3 separate regions of the Sus scrofa genome follow, and all the other regions are linked to region 2. The links are chromatin contacts, called in public Hi-C maps. All regions are on one chromosome and are shown on one strand. The core of a region is the stretch at or near the end of the contact, and the rest is flanking DNA. Distances in the headings are between cores, read along the strand shown. Region 1 holds the start of NUCKS1 (nuclear casein kinase and cyclin dependent kinase substrate 1). Region 2 holds the start of PM20D1 (peptidase M20 domain containing 1). Region 3 holds the start of RAB29 (ras-related protein Rab-7L1).

What was found. Hi-C and Micro-C count contacts between places; a contact is called where the count stands out from the background.
Region 1: a Hi-C map of skeletal muscle shows a contact between it and region 2, with 4 times the contacts expected there. The contact joins the promoter of NUCKS1 here to the promoter of PM20D1 in region 2. A contact is called at or near these places in 3 of 47 Hi-C or Micro-C datasets (heart right ventricle, mesenchymal stem cells and skeletal muscle) and 1 of 2 datasets of contacts at active chromatin or transcription factors (alveolar macrophages).
Region 3: a contact with region 2 is called in a Hi-C map of skeletal muscle, with 4 times the contacts expected there. The contact joins the promoter of RAB29 here to the promoter of PM20D1 in region 2. A contact is called at or near these places in 4 of 47 Hi-C or Micro-C datasets (heart right ventricle, mesenchymal stem cells and skeletal muscle).

The regions. Positions count from the first base shown.
Region 1 is chr9:66,434,042-66,437,367 of Sscrofa11.1, reverse strand. It overlaps NUCKS1 (nuclear casein kinase and cyclin dependent kinase substrate 1), which reads left to right and starts at 1,878. Exons shown (of 7, transcript NM_001244237.1): 1 at 1,878-2,075. The coding sequence starts at 2,059.
Region 2 is chr9:66,548,737-66,551,908 of Sscrofa11.1, reverse strand. It overlaps PM20D1 (peptidase M20 domain containing 1), which reads left to right and starts at 1,426. Exons shown (of 13, transcript NM_001243465.1): 1 at 1,426-1,693. The coding sequence starts at 1,525.
Region 3 is chr9:66,457,513-66,460,881 of Sscrofa11.1, reverse strand. RAB29 (ras-related protein Rab-7L1) reads left to right here and starts at 2,116. Exons shown (of 6, transcript XM_003357401.4): 1 at 2,116-2,214; 2 at 2,511-2,756. The coding sequence starts at 2,633.

The DNA of each region.
Region 1 (3,326 bases), core at 629-3,128, 110 kb after region 2:
AAACCTCATGGTTCCTAGTCGGATTCATTTCCACTGTGCCAGGACGGGAACTCCTACGATATGATCTATTCCACTTCTGGGTATATACCCCAAAGAATTGAAAGCAGGATGAATAAAGAAGAGAGATTTATATATCGTGTTCACAGAAGCAATTATTCACAATAACCAAAACCCGGAAGTGATCCAGCTGTCCACTGACAGTTGAATGGATAAACAAAATGTGATATATATATATATATGAAATATTATTCAGCCTTTAAAAGGCAGAAAAAATTTTGTTTTTTTTGCTCTTTGCTTTTTAGGGCCCCACCCACAGCATATGGATGTTCCCAGGCTATTGGAGCTGTTGCTGCCCTCCTACACCACAGCCACAGCAACACCGGATCCAAGCCGTGTCTGTGACCTATACCACAGCTCCATAGCAAAGCTGGATCCTTAACCCACTGGGCGAGGCCAGAGGCTAGGGATTGAACCCGCAACCTCATGGTTCCTAGTCAGATTCATTTCCGCTGTGCCACAATGGGAACTCCCCCCATTTTTATTTTTTAATTTAAACTACCACCACCAACTTTCAGCAGAGAAAAGGTGGAGTGACATGGAAGAGGAAATACGACTTGTTTAATGCTTTGCTTGGTGGACTGCCATTCTCTTCCCTTAGGGAAGCCAGATTTTACAAGGGGAAACTTTCAGGCGGTGATAGTGGTGGGTTTGTTTGTTTGTTTATGGAGTGTATCTTCAGTTGGTTATTAACAGACTCCCTGTGACAGGGATTGAAGTCTATTTTACAATGGTGGGGTACACACTGGCCATTCATATAGGGATCCTGAGCTCCACCTCTGAGTTTTATGCATCTAACTAATGTTCACAGATTTAAATCTAATAATCTGAGTTACCCTCAGCTATTTCACTTGTGTCTTGAGCCAGCTGCTCCCCCCCACCATCCAGGGATAAGGGATTGAATTTAACAAATACTTATGTTGCGCTTACTGTGTTCCAGAGACTGTCCTAAAGTTGACTGATTAAAGTCAACTCATTTAATCCTAATAATTCTGTGAGTTAAGTACTATTGTTCCCCATTTTACACATCAGAAAACTGAGGCCCAGAGAAGTAAAGTTATGCAACTATTCAGTGGTGGACCTGAGGTTCAGTCTGAAACACCTTCTGGTCCAGAGCTCATGCTCCTAATCATTTGGTCCCCCAAAATGATGCTCATGACTGGGATTTTAAAGACCTCAAAGTGATCTCTAGGGGCAGAACAGAGAATGGAAATTTGTCGTGAAGTTATTCCTTGATTATGAGCCTGCCTCTCTGGTCTAGCAGCGGTTGGGGTCTTGAGGGCTAATGTTGAAGCACGGAGAAGGGGTTTGTGGATTTAAGGTCAAAATTTTTGAACCTATGGAATTTCCCTCCAATTCAGAAGCAGTACCTTCCTGACGAATCAGCTGCTTATCCCACAGATTTTGCTATTAGTGGAGTTTCTAGATGATCAAGCCAGGTGAAATGATACATCATTAAACTAACACTAAAAGACACTGAATCTTTCGTAAATCTTTTTTCCTAGTCGTCCCAAGATGCGACCCAAGACGAATCTGCAACGCAGGAGTGGAAACCAGGGGGCGGGCCGAGCAGCGACCATTTTTGTTTTGCGGCCTTGCGCTCTCAGAGCATCTTGACTAACAGGATCTCACGGAGGGGGCGGGGCCTGAGATACGTGATGATTCAAACGGACTAATGAGCTCGGCGCATCTGGCAGAGGCCACCAATGACCGGTCCTGTTGGGGCGGAGCCCACAGGCCCTAGTGGGTTTGGCTGTACCGCGGCTTTGGCGCATTTTCGGCTGGTTTGATTCATCCATTTTGAAGAGACGGGGGAGCGGGGGGCTCGTCAGATTAAGGGGCCCTGAACCTAGGAGCGGCGGAGTTTGAGAAGCCAGCAGCTCGGGGTTCGGCGGCAGCGGCCCTATCGGCCGAAGTTGGGGGGGGTGGGGCGCCGAGCGCGCGGGGTGGGGGGGGTCCTGGTCTTTGGCTTCTCGACTCGGTCCTGTTTCGACAGCGAACATGTCTCGGCCTGTCAGGTCAGTGCGGAGTCCGAGGCCTGGAACGGGTTGGAGGGGGTTGGGGTGAGTGGTAAAGGAGTGGGGGACAGAAGCCTAGAGTCGGCCTTCTCTTGTGCCACGCGCGGCCTCCTCCCTTTCGGGGCCCGCGCGCGCCCTTGAGCGTGGGGGGCCTTGCTGGCGCGCGGGTCTGCGTGGGGGTGGCGGCCGCGCGCTTCTGCGCGCGCTTCTCCCCGCCCCGCGCTGCTGCAGGGCTCGGGGCTGCTCTGCTGCCTCCCCCACTCGCCGCACTGGAGCGGGCGGGGTGTTCCCTGAACCGCCAGCGGCCGGAGGGGGAGGGGTGTGAAGTCAGTGCCCCCACCCAGGCCCCACCTCCTCCGGGCCGGCCCCTTGGAGCCGGCGGGGGTGGGGGACTAGCGGACTCAGTCTCGGCCCCCACCCCCATAATTGAGGGGGGTGGCGGAAGACTGCCCTCTATCTCCAGTGGTTTACCCCCTTCCCCCCTCGGCTTGCGTGGGGCGGGGGGAACTCAGCCCTCTTTCTCCAGCGGAGGGGGGGGTTGTTCCATCCAAAGGGGGAGGGGCGACCCTGCTGCCGGGCCCCGCCTCCGTCCTCCAGGGTCGCAGCAGGGCCCCGCCTCCCGGATCGGGCCGAGCGTGGGCGGGACCCGTTCTTTTCCCCTCCAGCCAAAGTGAGAGTTCCGGACTAGGCCCTGGAAAATGACTGCAGCCTCTCGCCCAAGTCGGAGTTTTGAGTGGGTTAACTCCCTTCCCCCACACCCCGAGTTCGCTTTTCTCTCCGGCTAGGAATGTCCTTCCTCGGGGAAATGTCCCCTACTCAGGGAGGTGCGGGTTAACTGCTCGACCCAAATCCCGGGTGGTTCTCCTTCCCGCTACCTCTTTCTCTCCTCTTAGCAGTCTACACGTCTCGGATGTTTTTGTAACCTAATCTTTATCCCGGATAACTTTAATGATAAAGGGGCTAGATTTCGGTTAATCGTTAGACTTTATTCTGAGAATTTCAACAAGTTTGTTGTTCCCCCAGCGGACGGTGGAATCGCCCTTTGCCGTCTACTCCTGGCTGTTGTATGGAATGTGCCATTTATGGAGGGGTGTGGCTTAGTCCAATCTGTTGAGGCCTGTTGCAAATAAATGTTTTTTTTTTTTTTAATGTAATATGCTTGATGCTTTCAGCGTGAGATATTGGCTACTTCGCATAGCGTTTTCTGGATAAATAGGTAAAGGGTTAGTTTTTTAATGTTTTAACAGTTGT
Region 2 (3,172 bases), core at 177-2,676:
TTGCGGGTTCGGTCCCTGCCCTTGCTCAGTGGGTTAACGATCCGGCGTTGCCGTGAGCTGTGGTGTAGGTTGCAGACGCGGCTCGGATCCCGCGTTGCTGTGGCTCTGGCGTAGGCCGGTGGCTACAGCTCCGATTCAACCCCTAGCCTGGGAACCTCCATATGCCGCGGGAGCGGCCCAAGAAATAGCAACAACAACAACAACAACAATAATGCCGAGGGAGCGGCCCAAGAAATAGCAACAACAACAACAAAAAAGACAAAAAAAAAATAAATAAATAAAGCACACACATACAGATACATGATTTCAGATGGAGCTTACTTGGGCAAGAGATAGAAGCACTAGGACATACACACCTTCAATGTTATTGACCTTTCATGGGAGGGGGGGGTCACAGTTGTCTATGTTATTGTTTGCTTTACATATTCATTGCATATATTCTTTATGTATCAAACAGTACATGACAATTGGGTTAAGGATCAGTGGCTTAAGGATCCAGCATTGCTTTGAGCTATGGTGTAGGTTGCAGACCTGTCTCAGATCGCATGTTGCTGTGGCTGTGGTGTAGGCCAGCAGCTGTAGGTCTGATTCCAGCCCTAGCCTGGGAAACTCCATATGCCACGGGTGCAGCCCTAAAAAGCAAATAAAAAATAAAATAAAATATAAAATAAAATAATAAAATGTAAGAGCAGTACCATATTCAATTGCATCAAGGGATCTGGAAGGAGAGGTTTCTTCTGGCTCCAGGAAATCTAATTTTATATCTCTGTATCCTGAGAGCTTTTTTTTTCCTCAAAAATGATCCTCTACACTGAATAGCTATCAAATTTCAGTTTGTTGGATACACTGAAATTATTAACACATAATCTTTCTCAAAGTTCTTCAGTCTTAGTAGGATTTGCCTAGAGTTGCAAAATACAGTGTTCACAAAAAAAAAAAAAAAAAAAAACCTTTCAGCTAATTCCTACACAGAAGCGAACCCTATGATCTATTACTTCAAAATACTGTCTATAGACAGATCAATCTTGTTTCAATTTCAAAAGAAATCAAGCTGGGGCGGGAGAGCTTCCTCAAAGGAATCTAGTGAAATGGTTGTCAGGCCCTAAGCTTCAGATGAAGTGAGAAGCAAGATGAAGACCCGAAAAAATTCCTTCACTTATTTTGACATTTCCCCCTTTAATTTGATCTGCTGTCGTCTAGAAAGGGGGTTATCTCTAAGCAGAAAACCAAGTGCAGACAAACCCTGCCAATTGCCTGGGGCCCTGCTTCACCTCTGCTCCTACCGCTGCTCGCCACAGAGTGGGAAACCACAACTCCCAAAAGGCCTTGCGGGCCAGGGACAGGGCCATCCCGTTGGATTGGTTGGCCCACATCCCCAGGCAAGCGGTGATTGGCTATTTCTGGGAATGGGGTGGGGCTAAGGCAGTTAAGAGAATTGGAGTAGGCACAGGGCGAGGGACACGGGCGCTGGGCGTTTAGGTCCAAGCTGCAGCCGCTGACTGGTAGCGAGGACTTGAGTGGAACATGGCTCGGCCGTACATTTGCCTTCTGGCCCTGGCGGCTATGCTGCTGCTAGGTATTGCCACCATCTCCAGATCGAGGGGCCTACGGGACAAGGCGCATCAGAGTGCGCCGCGAATACCTTCTCAGTTCAGCCAAGAAGAGCGCGTCGCGATGAAGGAAGCGCTAAAAGGTGAGCCTGGGTCCCCTTCGCCCACTTATTCTCAGATACAGGTCCCTGTCTCCTCTGGCCAACCCGTGACCCCTCTCTCCCGCCGCAGGGATCAGCTACTTGAGCTCAGCAACAACCCCCAGCTGAGCCCTAGCCCTCATTCCCAGCACCTCGTGCCCGGCTTGAAGATCCCACTCTCCTCCTAGACCTGGCTTCTGGGAACTCTGGCATTCCCTGCTGACCCCAGAAGCTTCAACTTTGCCCGCGTTGCCCTGGCTCTCATCCACCCAACCAACGCCTCCTCCAATTGCCTGGAGCTTTACAGTGCTTAACCTTTGTTAGTTTTCACTTGTTAAATGAGCTGATGTTAAGACCTAATGAGCTTAATCTTATTCACAGACGAGGGAGATTGGGAGTTTAGGTCAGTTAAAAGATACTCCCCAGAACCCCACCTCACAGAGCAAGTACTGGATGACATCTATTACCTGTAGGATCATGTGGGTTCTAGATGGCTTCAAAAAGAGGGGTGGGGGTGTTACTGGGTGTGAGATGTTCCTAATTTCCTCTCCTAAGGGGCATCTCTCCTGTAGACCTCAAACCAAGGCTAAAAACTTTTTTACCTCCTCAATCTGCATTTTCCAGGAGAAAAGAGGAACGTTTCTGCTAAGTGCTACATCGGGTGGTATAATGAGATCCTTCCTCACCACTGGGCTTAGCTTCAGTCTTTCCCTTCCATTAAGTAATGGATTAAAAGAAACTGCCTACATAAACATGTGCAGGCAGATGCAGGGACCAAAAGCCAACCCTTGTGGTTAAATATAATTGTGCTTGTGCTAGAGTGATAGGCCTGGGAGGCAGAGCAGGGCTTTCCCACAGCATCAAAGTATAAACAGTTCTCTGAAGGCATCAGGCAGCCGCTCACCAGAGTCTCTTTGCACAAAAGAAAGGAAAAGCTAGGTAAGACCCTAAAATAGGGACCTCATAACAACATGGTTTAGAACTCTGAGCAGGGGGCAAAACATCTGAGTTCAGATCTTGAGTCTGGTTCTCAATCGCCCATAGGCAGTTTATTTAGCCTTTTTTTTTTTTTTTGTCTTTTCTAGGGCCCCTCCCTCGGCACATGGAGTTTCCCAGGCTAGAGGTCCAATTGGAGCTGTAAGCTGCTGGCCTACGCCAGAGCCATAGCAACGGGGGATCCGAGCCACGTCTGCAACCTACACCACAGCTCATGGCAACGCCAGACCCTTAACCCACTGAGCAAGGCAGGGATCGAACCCACAACCTCATGGTTCCTAGTCGGATTTGTTAACCACTGTGCCATGAGGGGAACTCCTCGGGCTTTCTTTTAAGAGCCATGTTAGCCAAAACAAACTCAAAGCACCTGGGTTTAAATGCCAGCTCTACTGCTTGTTTCTGGACAATCTTGAGCAGCTCACCTACCGCCTCTAAGCTTGCTTCCTCACCTTCAAATTAGGGAAAATGGCAGTGCCTACCTCAAAG
Region 3 (3,369 bases), core at 867-3,366, 92 kb after region 2:
CTGGCCTTGCTGAGTGGTTAAGGATCCTGTGTTGCTGTGGCTGTGGTGTAGGCCGGCAGCTACAGCTCTGATTCGACCCCTAGCTTGGGAACTTCCATATGCCATGGGTGTGGCCCTAAAAAAAAGTGAGAAAGAAGAGTAAAAGTTTAAAGAATTATCAGCTCAGGGACCAAGAATCAAGCCTTAAAAAATACAAAGAAAGAAAACCACGAAAGAAAAAGATTATCACAGAAGTAGGAGGATAAACAAGAAAGAACTATCACGGTAGGTATGTGAAAAACAAATTTCAAGGTGTGGTTATCTATGTCAAAGCCTATGGGGATTGAGAAAAGACCATTAGAAAGGTGTCTGGGGAGTTCCCATCGTGGCGCAGTGGTTAACGAATCCGACTAGGAACCATGAGGTTGCGGGTTCGGTCCCTGGCCTTGCTCAGTGGGTTAAGGATCCGGCGTTGCCGTGAGCTGTGGTGTAGGTTGCAGACGCGGCTCGGATCCTGCGTTGCTGTGGCTCTGGCGTAGGCTGGCGGCCACAGCTCCGATTAGACCCCTAGCCTGGGAACCTCCATATGCCGCAGGAGCGGCCCAAAGAAATAGCAAAAAAAAAAAAAAAAAAAAAAGAAAGAAAGAAAGGCGTCTGGGACATTCAGAAGGATGAGTAGCCTAGCCTGACCTCCAGTACCTGGGTAACAAATATTTGGGGCTAAATACATCATGAACCATGCTGACATCCTTTCCTTACAGAACATAGGTGGCAGCCTATAAAGACCTGAGCAGGGCTATTTTCCCATTGCTCTATTGCTTTCTCTTCTACTCCTGGGAAAAACAGAAAATGAAGCTTACTGGAATTCCCACTGAGGTGCAGTGGGTTAATGATCTGGCTTGACTCTGTGAAGGCACCGGTTCAATCCCTGGCCAGGTGCAATAGTTTAAGGACCCAGCATCGCTGCTGCTGTGGCACACCTGGCACAGCTGTGGCAGGGCTCAGATTCGCCCCCTGGCCTAGGAACTTCCACCTGCGGCAGGGGGACGGGGGTGGGGTGGCACGGGCAGCGGAAAAAGAAAATGGAGCTTATTTTGTTTGGCGGTGAAGCTCGTGTGTGCTTAATTCCTACCTAAAGGGCAGGCATGTCCAAAAAGTTATGGGCTGAAAAATTAAAAGTATTTGCAAAATTGTAGTTTAATCATTATTCATGAGCAACAGCGACAAAAAATGGAAGAGGATTCTCAGTGTACTCCAGCTCAAATGGTATGAGGAAGGTAGTATGACTAGGGATTGTGGAAGTGAGAATGATGACCCAGCTATTGTTTTCTATTTTTACTGCTATAGCTAATTATTAAATGTTAATAATAACATTTAACAACATAGGTTTTTCTAGGAGTCTATCTCTTAATTGTGTCCCTGGACTTGATTGATAGATGCATTTGAAAAAAAATGTAAGAACTAGTAACCTTCCTTATGTTCACAAGCTCCTGATGTGTCTATCTAACTGAAAGAGCAGGAAATATACTTCACTTGGATCCTGAGAGAAGAGGGTTGAGCTTTTGTTAGTGGAGTAATGTGTGAAATCTACAGGATAATGTTTAATCTTAGCTCCACAAAACTTTGAAAGATAATGAGAAACCTATCTGGGGACAGATTTACGCAGGCAAGATCATGTCGAACAAATCGCCCCCGAAAGAGCTTTTCTATTCCAAAATTATTTTAAAATAAGATTCCGGAGTTCCCGTCGCGGCTCAGTGGTTAACGAATTCAACTAGGAACCAAGAAGTTGCGGGTTCGATCCCTGGCCTTGCTCAGTGGGTTAACCATCCATCATTGCCGTGAGCAGTGGTGTAGGTCGCAGACGCGGCTAGGATCCCACGTTGCTGTGGCTCTGGTGTAGGCCGGCGGCCACAGCTCCAATTAGACCCCTGGCCTGGCAACCTCCATATGCCCTGGGAGCGGGCCTAGAAAAGGCAAAAAGACAAAAAAAAGAAAAAGAAAAAAAGATTCCAAACGGTCGAAAGTGTTTGAAACTTCATGTAGGTTTTTAAAAACAAAAATAGTGAATAAACTACACATCCCAGAAAGCCACGCGAGCGAAATCTCCACACTCGGCCAGGTCTCTCCACCCCGAGGTAAGTTGGGAAATGTAGTGCTCCAAGCAACCCTGCACGTGACGCATGCGGAGGAAGGCAAGAGACTACGCCACCTGGGGCGGTACAACGTCAAGGGGTAAATGTGTAAGGCGCTCTTTCCTCCAAATGTGGCTTGTGCAGTAGGGAGAGGTCCCCTATCTTCTACCCAACCGTGAAATTCAGTCGCCCGCTGGAACAGCTCCGGGGAAGTCCCGGTGGGTGAGGCAACGTGGTGCCTTGTCCCGTTTCTCGTAGCCGGTCGGGAGGGGGAGAAGGTGAGAATAGCCGGGGGCTCGGAGCTTGCGTCCTGCGCCCCACCCAGGCTGCGGCCGCGCGGGGAGGAAGCGCGTATAGGTTGAGTGCAAAGTTTCCTTTTTTGCTTTTTCGTCACAGCAACCCCAACGAGCAGTGGGCAGAAATGCCAAACTTCAGTTTGAGCGGGGTCCGGAGCCAAAGGAGTTAAAATAAACGACTCCCCCACTTCCCTCCTCCCTAAAACGTCGGTCCCGCTAGCCATGAGCAGCCGCGATCACCTGTTCAAAGTGCTGGTGGTGGGGGATGCCGCAGTGGGCAAGACGTCCCTGGTGCAGCGGTATTCCCAGGACAGCTTCAGCAAACACTACAAGTCCACGGTGGGAGGTGAGACGTCCCTTCGGGGGCGGGGTAGGCGGGAGGCTGGGACCACGGACTCGAGCTGTGGACTTAGTTGGGGTGGATAACGGGGAATTTGGTATCCTTGGGGCTTTCCTTGGGTCAGGAAGTAGATGTCTGGGATCCTAGAGGGAGGCAGGCTGGGTCTGTTTTGCGTGACTCTTGGGTTTCCCCATTAGGTTTTTTCCAGCCTGAGCCGACTGTCTGGAAAGAGATGAAACTAAGGTGTGATGATAAGGACATGGGGAAGGGAGATGAGAAAATGAGCAATTGCTGCTTTTCGCTGAGGGAACTATGAACTCAAGTCTCCTCCTGCTGCCTTCCTAGCGGTCACGAGCAAATCTCTGCCATCAGCAGATGCAGTGGAGACGCTCCAGAGAATCTGGTTAGGTACCAGCCAGGGACTGTTGTCCTGCCTTCACAGGAGTTACAGACAGCTGTTGAAGGCACAGAAAGGTGTTTAACCTGGCCTCAAGGAGCCTAGCTTTGTAATGGAGATGCCTGTAGGGGAGAACCCCTGGGGCACACAGTCAGATGCTTATCAGGGCTGCTGAGCTGTGTGTTTTTTGTCCATTAATTGCCTAAATAAAGGCAATGTAGA